Regions from separate parts of the Tachysurus vachellii genome. Here region 2 is linked to region 1. Evidence: chromatin contacts called from public Hi-C data. All regions are on one chromosome and are shown on one strand. Each heading gives the region's core, a stretch centred on a gene start, on an enhancer-like site or on the middle of the called end of the contact. The rest is flanking DNA. Distances are from core to core; before and after follow the strand shown. Region 1 holds the start of meis2a (Meis homeobox 2a). Region 2 holds the start of dph6 (diphthamine biosynthesis 6).

What was found. Hi-C and Micro-C count contacts between places; a contact is called where the count stands out from the background.
Region 2: a contact with region 1 is called in a Hi-C map of blood, with 5 times the contacts expected there. The contact joins the promoter of dph6 here to the promoter of meis2a in region 1. A contact is called at or near these places in 2 of 3 Hi-C or Micro-C datasets (blood and muscle).

The regions. Positions count from the first base shown.
Region 1 is chr10:11,226,409-11,233,552 of HZAU_Pvac_v1, forward strand. It overlaps meis2a (Meis homeobox 2a), which reads left to right and starts at 3,542. Exons shown (of 13, transcript XM_060879410.1): 1 at 3,542-3,634; 2 at 6,350-7,144. It overlaps LOC132852303 (a long non-coding RNA gene), which reads right to left and starts at 5,781. Exons shown (of 2, transcript XR_009649112.1): 1 at 5,092-5,781; 2 at 271-637.
Region 2 is chr10:11,475,381-11,482,316 of HZAU_Pvac_v1, forward strand. dph6 (diphthamine biosynthesis 6) reads left to right here and starts at 4,649. Exons shown (of 15, transcript XM_060879429.1): 1 at 4,649-4,898; 2 at 5,076-5,167; 3 at 5,251-5,435. The coding sequence starts at 4,870.

The sequences.
Region 1 (7,144 bases), core at 2,292-4,791:
AAAAAAGCAGAACTGTGGAAGGAAGTTCAGTTTCTTCAAGAGAATTTTTTATGTCATATCTATTAATACAGAAAATAAAGCATTTATGAAGGGTGCAGTATCCTGAATATAATGCTTAACACTATATAGTCACTTTAATTGCAGCATAATAGTTTTTAAATGCTGGCATTTTTCTTTAGACATCTTCATATGGTAATTTGAACAATTTTAACAATTACAACACATTCCTATTTAATTGATAAACAGATTATGTCTTTTTTTTAAAAAAAAAAAATGCTATATTCACAGCATTTTAATCATATTAAAATACATTTCAGTTATCAAGCTGAAGTGAGACTCTGAGAATACGTAAGTGTGGTGCAATGCTTCTGTGTGCAAAATATTGTGGTGTGATATATGTACCAAGGAGTCTGAGCATGTTGTTATCAGAGGCTGTGTGAGTGTCCCTGTGGCAGTCGTCTCGTTGCTGTCTCCTGTGTGGATAAGTGCCTGGCTGCAAAGGGAACCCCTTTCTTTGATATTTCACTCCTCATTTGAATCAGTAGTCCCTTTATTGTGCCTTTATTTGACAATGTACGGTAATTACCTGGGTACCTTGCTTGATCGTGTGAATACTTCCAGAACCAAGGGGGAAATGCTGAGACAGGAAGAAACATGGAAAACAAAACACAGACAAACATAGCAACAGCATTTGTTTGGATAAATTTCAAATGAGCATGTGGAACACAAGCGTTTATTTTGATCTGTATGAAACAAAGACAATCGCATGTTGTTCAGATGGTAAAGTGTAGTTTAAAATTTTGCACTACGGGCTGTTTGTTTAATAAATAGAGAGGTCAGGAAGCATAATGGGAGTTAATAGGAGTCAGTCTCTTGTATTGACTGGCCAGCCTTGGACGGTGAAAATGAAATTTACCTCCATTTCTTCATCCAAAAAAGCAAGGACATATAATAATATTTTAATAGTAATATAGAATTCTGATAGTGTGCATTGTAGCTTATCTTTTTCTTGATCACCTTTTTGTAATAAATAACCTTTTTGTTCTGAATTTTGTATTAACTGCTGATAAGAATATAGGTTTCAGTTATACTATCCAAATTCATTCAAGACCTTTCCAAGACACCAAGTTGTAATTTTTTAACTTTCTTTCTTTCTTTCTTTCTTTCTTTCTTTCTTTCTTTCTTTCTTTCTTTCTTTCTTTCTTTCTTTCTTTCTACAATTTTGTACACCAATCATTTTTGTAAGTTGAACAGGTAATTAATTGCAGTCATGCTGTTGTCTGTCCTTTTATTTGTTTGTGTGTATAAATATATTACTTTTAAAAATAATTTTTACAAAACTTTTTACATAAATTTCCACATGTTTATTCTGCAAGTATACATGCTTATTTTAGTCAGGAATGTACAGATACTGACAAAGCTTAATTAATTAATAATAACCAGGCATTTTGCACTAAATTTCAGTGGCACAAACTATCCTAGAGTACATTTTGGAATAAGTAAAAACAACGTCATGTTTAACACTCGGTTAGCTCATGCTTTATGTTTTGCTAAGAGTCGGAATGCAGTACGTCTATCCGCTATGTATATACACACTATATGCTCTGTTTCAACTAAAGCTTGCACACACTGGAGTTCCAAACAACACACACCCTGTCAAACGGAGATAATACTGCATCGCCGAGCCCGTGCGGATCTCACGTTTACGCACTGAAAATGATGGTTATTATGGCTCATGTTTCGAAAAGGAAAAATCTAATTTCAATAGTGTCCATTTCGAGAGTAAAAGGAGAGCGCGTTTAACAGAGCGCACTGAGACTGAGCCGCTGATGAAAAGGATTTAAATCCACACGGGATCAGTGTTTTGCTCTGATCAGCGGGGGAGGAAACACTTTACCGCGCCGGGGTTCTGACGCAAAAATCCGCATTAAGGTCACGATGCGCTGCTCAGCTCAAATGTGGGCTAGATAAGGAGCAAGGTGCTGTGTAATAAAAGCAGACTGATATTACTGCTTTAAACACTGGTAGCTCAGTAAATGCTGTGCGACAGAAAGGGTCACCGCTGTGATGTGCTCTCTATCACGACCCCGCTTACACACTTCGGCCAATTACACGCAGTAAAGAGTGAATGCGCTCAGAGAAAATGCCTGATTATGGTCCATCCAACCCAATAACGATTTTTATAGCCACTTCTTTCCACAAATCAGCTAACATTTATTTACAGATGATTCAGCTTAAACAGAAACGTATTATATGTCACCAAATTGACCGATGCGCACTAGTTAATTCAAATGTACTAATTTTGTAAAATTACAAAATAGACATAAATTTTCAAAGCAAAACATTATTGAGATTATCGTAAATTAAAAAAAAAATGTACTAAAGTACTTAACTAAAGTTTGCTTGCTTGCTTTTTTTCTTAACCCTAATGACCAAATAAATTTAATCTATTAAACGGTTTAAAGCGCTTTATAGGAAATTACTAAGCGTAGCCTAATTTAAATCAATTTTTGCTTCTCGAAACGATAATTTAGCTCATTTTGATTAATATTACAAACCTGAAGATGATTTAGAAAGGTTTTTACTTGGGAATGAAACACGGCAATAAAAATATTAATGATTACTTAATAATTAATAATACTAATATTAACAATAACAATACAGTGTTATTTTAATAATAATAAAATATGATTAATAACAACAACAACAACAACAATAATAATAATAATGATAATAATAATAATAATAATAATAATAATATCGTTTTGTAATTTTGTGCACACTTTAGTGTAAAACACTGATTTATTTCTGAAGCACCCAAATAAAATAAAATTTAATACTGTTTCTAACTGGACCGTAAAATTCTGTTCAAAAAACTACAATCGTACTATCTAATACTTCGTATTTCTGCAAAAGAGGAACTGATTGTTTCTTGCAGAAGTGTGAATATTCACTTTGTTTTCTTGCAAAATAACCATTGCAATGCAAACTAAAATCTTTGCCTCGCAGCATTGTTCATTTTTATTGCACGAAATGATAAACGAAAAACGCCCTATTTTTTATTTCTTTTTTTTTTGCAATAATTTTAGGAACTCTTCAAGATAATCATTATCTATTTATCTATCATTATAAATATACATTAGAAAATGGGAAGAAAAATGATTCCTTTTTATTTTGCCTTAATGTTCATTATTTTCTTATTAATTGTATTCTTTTATTTTGTAGGGTTTTTTTGTCTTTTTCGATCTGGATTATAAAGAATTTGATTAAACTCCTATTTTAAGCGTCTGCAAATAAAACAGTTGGGTAAATGGCGGCCGCTGAGACCCGCCAGATGGCGCTAACGAGTTGCATATTTTACACAGCAGGTCAGGCTAAAGACACAAAAGGATCTTTAACATTTCCATGGGAATGCCTAGGTTACAGTTTGCGCCCCCACCCTACCACACACACACACACACACACATACACACTTTGCCAATCCATGCACTACGAGCGAAAGGAAAATACTCCATTCAGGCTGAAGAATTTACAGTTAGCCGCGAAACTTTTACAAGTATTTGAGTTGCACAGTCTACTTGCAGAGAAACGAGGCACATTTCACTTGAGGTCAGAGAAAGTTCAACTTGATGAGGTAATTTAGATTATTGCATGATATAAACACTAAACAAAAAGATTCTTAATAAAATTATGGATAAATGTGTTATAAATATGTTTTGACATCACTCTAGTGATGACATCACTGTGTGTGTGTGTGTGTGTGTGTGTGTGTGTGTGTGTGTGTGTGTGTTTGTGTGTGTGCGCGCGCGCATGTGTGTGTGAGAGAGAGAGATTTGTATTTTATTGATCCATTTATTTATATTTGTTTTTGGGAGGGTGGGGAGTCATCTCGGTTAACCTCATTGCATCCATAATATTTAAACATTATCAATTTTTACATATAAATTATCAAATTAAATGTTATTATATTTTAACGTGTTCAAACTCGTTACTTAATATAAACTTTATTCAATTTAACTCACCCCAACATAACCCAACACTTTGCTTGGATTATTTTAAGCGCAAAAGTTTCAATCACATTTGATGTTACTAGAAAAGTTTAAAAATCGAACTAACTTAAAGTGAAGCCTTGGACTGGGACTTTGAGGCTTATTGAGAAGTACAGTTGTTTGTTAGAATAGGGAACACATGCAGGATATGAGCGGTTCCGTAGGCTCGTGATTGTCTCACTGTTTTGCTTGAAATGGATCCCATGCCCCCTAATGAATCCAAACGCAGCTGGCCATGTCCCACACGGACACCGATAGCTTTAACCCTAAACTGACCTCAATTTGACACCACAAGATGAACATTTACCGCCCGTTAATGTCCGCTTCTTCAGGAGTACAATCTGCATTTCCCCGTCAAACTGTGCATGTTTGTTTTAGCTCTCAACTGCTTTACACTCTACTGTATCCCAAAACAGCCTGTATAACAATTTTGTGATAATCTCCGAAAAAAACAATAAATAAATAAATAAAAACAACTTAAGACGTGTTTCAATCTTAAAATTCCACATTACAATAGATTAGTAATGATTGCAATTATATAATTAATTTTTAGATGCTTATAACGAAAACTCATTGATTTTATTTTAGAATGTTGATACTGTTTAATGCTTATTATTATTATTATTATTATTATTATTATTATTATTATTATTGTTATTGTTATTATTATTATTTTATGTTGTTTTTTTCTAAAAGGTTTTTTTTATTGTACGATTTGGAGAAGTTATAAATAAATTGTCTATAGGTTATTCTAACAACCACCCCTACCATTTCTAATTTGTGCCTATTTAGAGAAAACGCGTGAAAATCATTTAAGTAACATTTTCGTCTATTACGCGATGGACTTAAAAGCATCCCAAAAATGTTATGCACTCTCACATCTGATCTTAAATAGGATTTAAATTATTTAGCAAACAAACAGCGCTGTGACCGGGCTCACCTCACTTGGCATTTAACGCGCCGATCGCATTTTCCCACCTTAATCTCACGTTTTCCTCCTGCCGTACGCTAGCATAAGCGAAGAGAAGGGATATGCACTCACCAATTTTTTTTCTCCGGGAAAAGCCCGACAGGCGTGTGTGAGAGAGTGAGGAGAGAGTGGGAGTCGGCATGCTGCCCGCTGTGTGCGTCGCAGCGCTCTGATCACGGTGTGGAGGGAGAGAGCTGGCCGCTGGAGTTTCCCCCTTCTATAGTGTGGAATCCGCACAGCCGACCGGCTTCCACTTTTCTCCTTGCGCTTCTCTTATCTTTATCTCACCAAACATGTTTGTTTTTGCCGAAAACATTCTGAAAACTGTCCCACAGATACTGAAAACCACACAACTGCCGCGTCTTTATGGTATTTTATTTGACGGTTGTTAGCTGAATTCATTCTACACTACTAGATGAGCGGGTCTCTCTATAAGCGGTGAAATTGTTAATTCAGAAACAAAACAGGTCACGGAGCTTTAAATGTAGCCGCTTAGATGCAAAAGCCCCTATCAATAAGGCGATGATGTCACGCGCGCGGCGGTGTGTAGGCTATTGTCACTGATGTGGCTAAATATTAAAAAGGGATGGATGACCTCTTTGGGTTTTGAGCTCAAAAAAGCGCTTGGCATTAGGGAAAAGGGCCAGCAGTATTGCAATCGATGGCCCAGTCATTGCTCCTCCTCTAAACTTTCAAGCTTGCCTCGTGATTGATGATCTTTGGGGCGCTTTGATAATTGACTACTCCGAGGTAAGGCACAGATTTCTATCTTGAGATGTGATTGGACGAAAGACACATTTAAACACTTTCCCTATAAAAACATTTTTTTCCTGCATGGGAAAGTTCATTTTACTCAAAAAGGGGTGCTCAGCGTGTCCTAACAAACAAATACCTCATACTTAGAAGAGTAACTGGATATTAGGCTTTACAACAAAGTCATTTACATTGACTCGAAAACAGAAGTTATATTCTGGCGGATAGACTCGGCAAAGTGCGCAGTGTTGCGGTGGATTTGTAAGTTATGTTGCACATTTTTCTTTTTAAAATGCTTTGAATTACTGGACAGCTTAACAGTGTGTATAGATAAACTGCGCAGGGGAAAAAATGCACGGGGATTTTTTTGTTATATTAACACGTTAAAACAAAACAATATTTTGTCTTTAAACTACTAAGGCAGTAAGTGAATTTGGCCTATAATGCTAATCTTGACAGATCTATTCTGTAGTCTAACCAGATGCCAAAGAAGTGTGGACATCGGTTAAAATGCAATGCAGATTAACGCGCAAAACGAGTTTGAGTGCTTTTTTTTTCTCTTTTCTTTTCTTCCCAGATACTTCAGTCCTCTGTGACTGTGTGTGTGCTGTTGTTGTTTGGCTCCCCCCGTGCGGAGTTGAAGCCGTCCTCTCGTGCGCGCGCCGCGTATCGCAGGGTTTGGTCTGTTCTCTGTGTGCGCCGCGGGACTGGCTGTGGCCGCGCTACTTCCGGGTTCCGTCATTCCACTGTGCGCCGCTCAGCGCTGTGAACTCACTCTGTTCTATAAGCGCGCCAGCAGCCAACCTGCCAACACTCGCTGACACTCACTCATCTCAGACCGCGCCATAGACGAATACCTGCCGAGGAAAGGAGAGATCTGCAATGGCAATCTTTTAATTTTGTCGCTGTTTTCCGTCTTCCTTTTTTCACAGCACTCATAAAACAAGAAAACGAAGCGGAGGCGTGGAGGAGCCGCGGAGTTGCTGGATGAAAACGGACTAAAAAGATTTCGTCCTCTCTTGCACATCATCACCGACCATCATTCATTCATTACCTTGACAACCTCTGGCTTTGATTGACAGCCGGAGTGGCAAAAAGCCATGAGACACGACAGTTTAGTTACATGCAGGTTGTTGATGGGCCGATTGTAACCTTCAGTTTGCTTCTTGACATTTTTTCTACTTTTTGGGGGCAAAGAGAAAAACAAGAAAAATTGCCAAACTCTTCCCGATGTCTGTGCTGGGTCTGAACTGTATTGGAGAATAGGCGAATTCACGAAGTTGGTTAAAAAGGGAATCTTACCACTAAATCACGTTCTTACAGGACTGGGATATTAAATATACGACACGTCCCGGAGTTTATTGGAGCGCAG
Region 2 (6,936 bases), core at 3,399-5,898, 250 kb after region 1:
ATCAACTATACTATTAACCTTAGTTAGTGTAGTAGTTTAATATGAAATGTAAAATCAACACACACACCCAATATGTTTTATTTGGCATTTTTGAAAGTGGGAGCAAAGTGAAGCCAAGTTTTAGAAACACAGTGTTCATTCATTTTCAGTAACCACACACACCAGTCCAGCACTGGGCACCACACACACACACACACACACACACACACACACACACACACATTCACACGCTAATTCACACCTGGGGCACTTTAGAGTAGCCAACCCACCTACTGGGATGTTTTTGGGAGGTGGGAGGAAAACAGAGAACCCAGAGGAAACCCATGAGGACACAGGGAGAACATGTGAAACTCCACATAGACAGTAACCTGAACTCAGGATACCACAAACCCTGGAGCTGTGAGGCAGCAACTCTACCCTCTGCACCACTGAGTGTGAAGTGTGCCCACTCAAAAGACATCAGTACCATGATCATTTCTTATATTTCTCATGTTGTTTTAGATCAAATTCCCACACTCCTACAGTAGCTAACAATCAAACTGCTATCTAATTAGCTAACAATAACTTTTTATTTTTATTTGTTTGTCTTGTTTACAAAATTCTCTGACTGTTTGTTACAATAAAATATGTTTATCCTAGGCTATCTGACAAGCATGATATATCAGTTACAGGGCAGTCAGTGTAATTTTCTGATCCATTACACCTAGATAATTACATTGATCAGTGTTAGCAATCTAGCTACACAATACTAGCTGATTCTCTCAGAATTTTTTAAATGTTTACTTTTACACAAGGCTACATACAACTCTTTTTTACAATGCTAACATTACACATAGCTGAATAGGTATTTAACTTATGTAGTTCATATAAAAATAATATATCGTACATAAATATTATAGCTTATTTTAGGATATAATGGTCAAAGTTGGAAAACTAGCTGCTTAACTTCACTCTATTCCACAATGTTAGCTAACATTACACATAGATAGCTACCTAATTAGCTAATGCTAGTGTATATATTGTAGGTCAGATTTGGAAACCTAGCTAGTTAACTTTGTCACAATTTTTCATAATTTTTCAATTTTTCACAATTTTTCATAATTTTTCACAATTGCTAAAATTATCTCACTGTCACATTTTTCTCACTGAAATCAGTGTACCTTAGTGTAACTAAAATTTTTTAGCTCACGCTCTTCTATCGTATCCCTCTACCGCTGATATATCTGTAGTCTACTGCAACAGAACACTGATAATTTTTGTCTTCCTTTAACCACCATCTTCTCGATTAAGATGCTGTTTGATGCTAGTTGAATATTTACCCAAATACTAATAAATTTACCTCACTCTCTTTTCCACAATGCTACATACCACAGATACTGTACGTACATACACACACACACACACACACACACACACACAAACACACACACACACACACACATATATATAAAAATATATATATATATATATATATATATATATATATATATATATATATATATATACACACACACACCCACATATATATATATATATATATATATATATATATATATATATATATATATATATATATATATATATGTATATGTATATATATATATATATATATATATATATATATATATATATATATATATATATATATATATGTATGTATATGTATATATATGTATGTGTGTGTGTGTGTGTGTGTGTGTGTGTATGCACGTATCTATACTGTATCAGCATGTTTAGCTACATTTCACAAAGTTGGCAATCTAGCTGGGTAATGACAGGTTTAACACTTAAATTCCTCTCATTTTACATCTCACTCACTACATCTTATAATATGCTGATCATTTCTGTGCTTGTTGTTTCTTTCAATGGGAGAACTTGCAGGAACCAAATACTGCATCACCTATTAAAGGCATTACAAAACCTCATGATTTATATTCAGCTGAATTATAGGAGAAAAGTCTGGCTCTCTGCAATGACCAGTAAACGCCCAATCAAAATCTAAGCAATTATTTCCGAGTAAATTTCAAACTTTGCCTGAACTATTTGGTGCCATTAGCTGGACTGGTGAGGCATCTGGTATTTTAGCATGCATGGCCTGTTGAGGATAATGTACAGTTGAATCCATCACTGCCTGCTGCATGCTGCTGTTTGCTGAGAAGTCATGGAGCAGGAAGCCAGAGGTTGCCAGGTCACCATCAGCCACATCAATACTGTAACGAAAAGCATCTGAACAGCCTGCAAATTACCTTACAGCTCTGCTCAGTGTTAGTAACCACATGAAGAGTTAGAGAAAACTGTGTAGTGGAAAGTCAGTATCTGGATTCTGCAGCATTTTTGTGCTTACTGTAGGTAGAGCTACAAGTGCAACCTTAGTGTAGAGGAAATAGTTGCCTAATGATGTAAATGTGCTTCCAGGAGTTATGAGTAAGTCCTAGTGCGATTTTAGGGTAGAGTTTAACTGAAGGAAGTTCAGCACCCAGCACTGTGTTGTGTTGCCAATGCCAATGCATCAATAGTTCACTGGATAAAGTTGTATGAAAGTAGCTGAGCAGAATTTAAAAGTGTTACTGACAAGTCTTCCAAGCTTATATGAGAACATTCAGAATTTAGAGATGTTCTAATATGAGACAATAAATAAGCATGTTTGTTCACAGATGGCCAAGAATGTTTCACTTTCCATTAATATGAAATGGAGCAAAAACCAAAAAGTGCAAAATTGCTGCTAAAAGAAACAGCACACTATGTCAGAGAGTGTCCCTTTTTTTTTATAGAATCTGTATCGGCTGTCCTCTAAAAGGAAGATAAATAGAAAGCCGGTGTGTGACGACTCTTTCCTGTCTCTGTGTTCAACCTTGACTGGCCTGCCCTGCTGCTCAATATGTCTGCACCATGATTTCAGGCCTCACTTTGTCATTACACCCAAAGTTTTTGTGTCCTTGTCTGACAAAAATTAGTTTGTGTATCTGTGTAAATCAACTGTTGTATTCGTATGCTCCTTTAAGAGTGCCATTCGATTCCCTGTGCCTTGCCTCCATATTTATGCGCCTCATATTCAGTTCATTGCCTGTGCCTCAGATGCGCTATCCATCAAGGGTTTTTATTCCCTGTGCACCTAAAAGACAAAGTAACACTCTATTGGATATTGCAGAAATACTGCCACAAATAAAAACAAAATTCTTTACAAGTGGACCTGCAATATGAACGGATTTATAAAATAAGAATAATGATAAATGCTTGGAGATTTGGAGCATTTTTGGTGACAACAAAACAGAGATTTTAAAGTGCACATTGTATAAGGTGCAAACTGGGTGTTGGAGTAATCTAAGTTAATTAAATGCAATCTAAACACATAGTTTTAGTAAAATCCAAAAGAAAATGAGTCTCTGTTTAAAACACAGATAATCCTACAATTTACAAACTGTACAGAGACACAAAGCATTGATCCCACTAATCAATAAACTTTTATAATCATCATTACAAAGTTTTCAAAGAGTACTCGATAAATAAATAAGAACATAGAAATAAGAACGACCCAGAGAAGGTAACGTTAAGAAAAAGAAAAAAATACAGAGGACTGTGAAGATGTCTTTTTCAATTTTGTACACTCTGACAAAATCAGTTGCCTTTGGCCTGCTCAGGGGCACAAGGTGAAGAAAGCACACGAAGGCACTGCAATTATTCTGCTCTGGCACAACAACTGAGAGCAAAAGGAGCATCAAAGGTTTTCCTCTCAGCCACAGCATTCCCTCTGAGGAAAACACTGCCTGTGTGAATAGCACAAGAGAGGCGGCGGCTGCTGCTGCACGTAGGCCTGTTCGTGCCATAACTCCACAAGGCTCTACAAACTGTGCATCATTCCCCATAATATGCTATTGCTAAATCTGGTGTATATGCATAATTTAGATTTATTTCAGAATTACAATAATAATAATAATAATAATAATAACAACAACAATAATAATACACATTATTATTATTATTATTATTGTTGTTATTATTATTATTATTATTATTATTATTATTATTATTATTATTATTATTATTATGTAGTTAGGCAGTTACAGTCCTTACTGTTACTCGGATGAATATTGGCTTTATTGACTTCATTAAAAATATAACACATCTGTCATCATTCTGTTGACAAATATTACAATTAAATCTATTAAATAAAACAGAATATTGCATATACACCACCAGTACGACAACACTAATAATAATAATAATAATAATAATAATAATAATAATAATAATAATAATAATAATAATAATAATAAATAATAATAATAATACTTTTACGATTCAATTATTAGTTGCATTCAAATTAAATAAAAATAAAATGAAATAGAATTTGTTTGAGTACTTTTTTGAATTTCTCCATTTATTTATTTGTTTATTTATTTATTTATTTATTTATTTATTTAATTTTATTTCTCTCTCTTTCTGAATTCGTTCGCATTTGTTTTATAGAAATACGTATATTGCAATTATGTACCGTCACAATTCCCAACACAATATTCTTATTAAAATGTTATTGCGATTGTTTAATTTTTTTTTTTAAACAGGCACTCCATAAGCCAGCTTTTTCTCTTTTATGGGTCCTTCCCTCTCCCGGAAGAAACGGCTTTCACGTCGTCGGCTCGTGTTTACAAATTGGGTTAAATCCCAAATATCTTCTTACTGGTCATAGAGTACACTAACGTAGGGAGAATAACCGGCGGCTGTAGGCAGTATGTAGTGTACCTCAGTAGGGGGTAGTGAGTGGTTTAGGATGTAGCCTGAGTGAACAGGCGTGAGTCTCCGTAGTAACACATTGACAGTGACAGACTCTTTTAACTTTATTTGAGTGTTGTGTGAATGAATGAATGATTAATGACAATGAAAGTTGTTGCACTTATAAGGTAACGAGGTTTCTCTTTGTCTGATGATATGTTCGTTATATTTTCATTATTAATTTAGCTGTCACATGTTCAGTTACACATAAAAGTGCATGTGTTTACAGCTACATATTCATGCATCATCACCATCTGGCATTTAAACCAAAATATATTCATTTCATTCTTTTGTGCTATTTACAGTGGTGGCAAAGACAGCTGTTACAACATGATGCAGTGTGTTTCTGCAGGACACACTATAGTAGCACTGGCCAACCTCAGACCAGCTCATACAGGTAAGATCATAAATCTGATATCCTTAAATAACTGCTGGTAAAATATTAATAATAAAGCTTTCTTCTCACTCTGTGGTTCCCAGATGAGCTCGACAGCTACATGTATCAAACGGTTGGGCATCAGGCTATTGAGCTGTATGCAGAAGCTATGGATCTGCCATTGTACAGGAGGACCATAGAAGGCTCGAGTGTGGACACAGGCAGAGAATACAGCCCGAATGATGCTGATGAGGTGGAAGACCTGTACCAGCTACTTCAACTTGTGAAGGTAATCCCTGTGAAGGTGTTTTGCAGGGGAAAGAATTTAAGGGTTTCAGCCACAAGCATCAAGCGACTCCCACGTATTTCACACGTCAACATCTAGTAGTTTTATCGTCAAAACAAAAGTAGTTTTATCGTCATCCGTGTGTTCGTTCATTTCCACTGCACGCACCAAGTCGCTTTGTATGACACTGAATATCTTTACAGCTCCAAAATAAGCTGTTAACTCTAAATATCAGAATGTTTAGATACCTACACAAGTAATTTAACTGCATGTGTGTTCATGAGGCAGTCAGATTTCTTTCTAAATGCATATGTTATACACCTCAAAGCTCAGCATCCACTTCAACAAGAAAACTAGTACACACGATCATTTATGCAGTTACACAATCAGACAAACCTGTGGCAGCATCACAGTGCATAATATCATGGAGGTACAGGCCATGAGTTTCAATTACTCTTCAAATAAATCATCAAAAAGTGTAACTTTAACCATGACATGGTTGTTGGTGCAAGATGGTGCTGGACTGGGGTTTTCCAGATACTGTTGATCTCTACTGATATTCATTCTATAGCGTTTACACAGAATGGTGTGAAAAACAAAAAACATCGAGTGAGTGACATTTTGATAAATGAGATAAAAGGAAAGTGGGCAGATTGATTTGGGCTGCCAGGAAGGATATAATAAATCAAAAATAAATGATCACTCTTTAAAACTTTGGTGAGCAGAAAAGCATCTCAGCATGCACAAAACATCAAACCTTGAAGACAACATGAGGTTCCACTCCTGTCAGCCAAGAACAGGTACCTGAGCCTATCATGGGCACACATTCAGGCACAGACTCATGGAAACTGGACAGCTGAAAAAAAAACACTTGTTTTTTTTCCCCAGCCTTCCAGGATGTTGTGTAGTATCTGCTTATATCTTAAACAGTTAAAAGATCAAGAATTACATGCAATGATTAATCTGATTACTGGGCTAAAAACAGCTTTATTTGATTTCCTAAATTCTCCTAATGGTTTAATCCAATCCAAAGGCTTAATATTTTTATTTTTATTCTTTCTTCACATATCCCAACTTTGGAGTTTGGGGTCAGAGCCCAGGTTCAGCTATGATACAGTGCCTCTGGAGCAGGGAGGGTTAAGGGCCTTGCTCAAGGGCCCAACAGTGGCAGCTTGGCAGTGCTGTGGGTTGAACACCAATTCCCCAATCAACAACAAAGAGCCTTAACCCCATTATTATTATTATTATTATTATTATTATTATTATTATTATTATTATTATTATACTACAGGAAATGGCCTTCTATGAGAAAGTTGTAAAAGGTGAAAGTAAAACAAGGAAGCCACAGTGAAGTGATAAGGAGCCGTATGAAGTCATGCATGACAAATTAAAGTAAAAACCATCCATAAGGTGTCAGGCCTCTACATACTGATAGAACAGCTTCATTTACTGTAGAAGTGGATAGAACTGTGTTTTAGGAACAAACACCAAGCTTCCAGCTCAT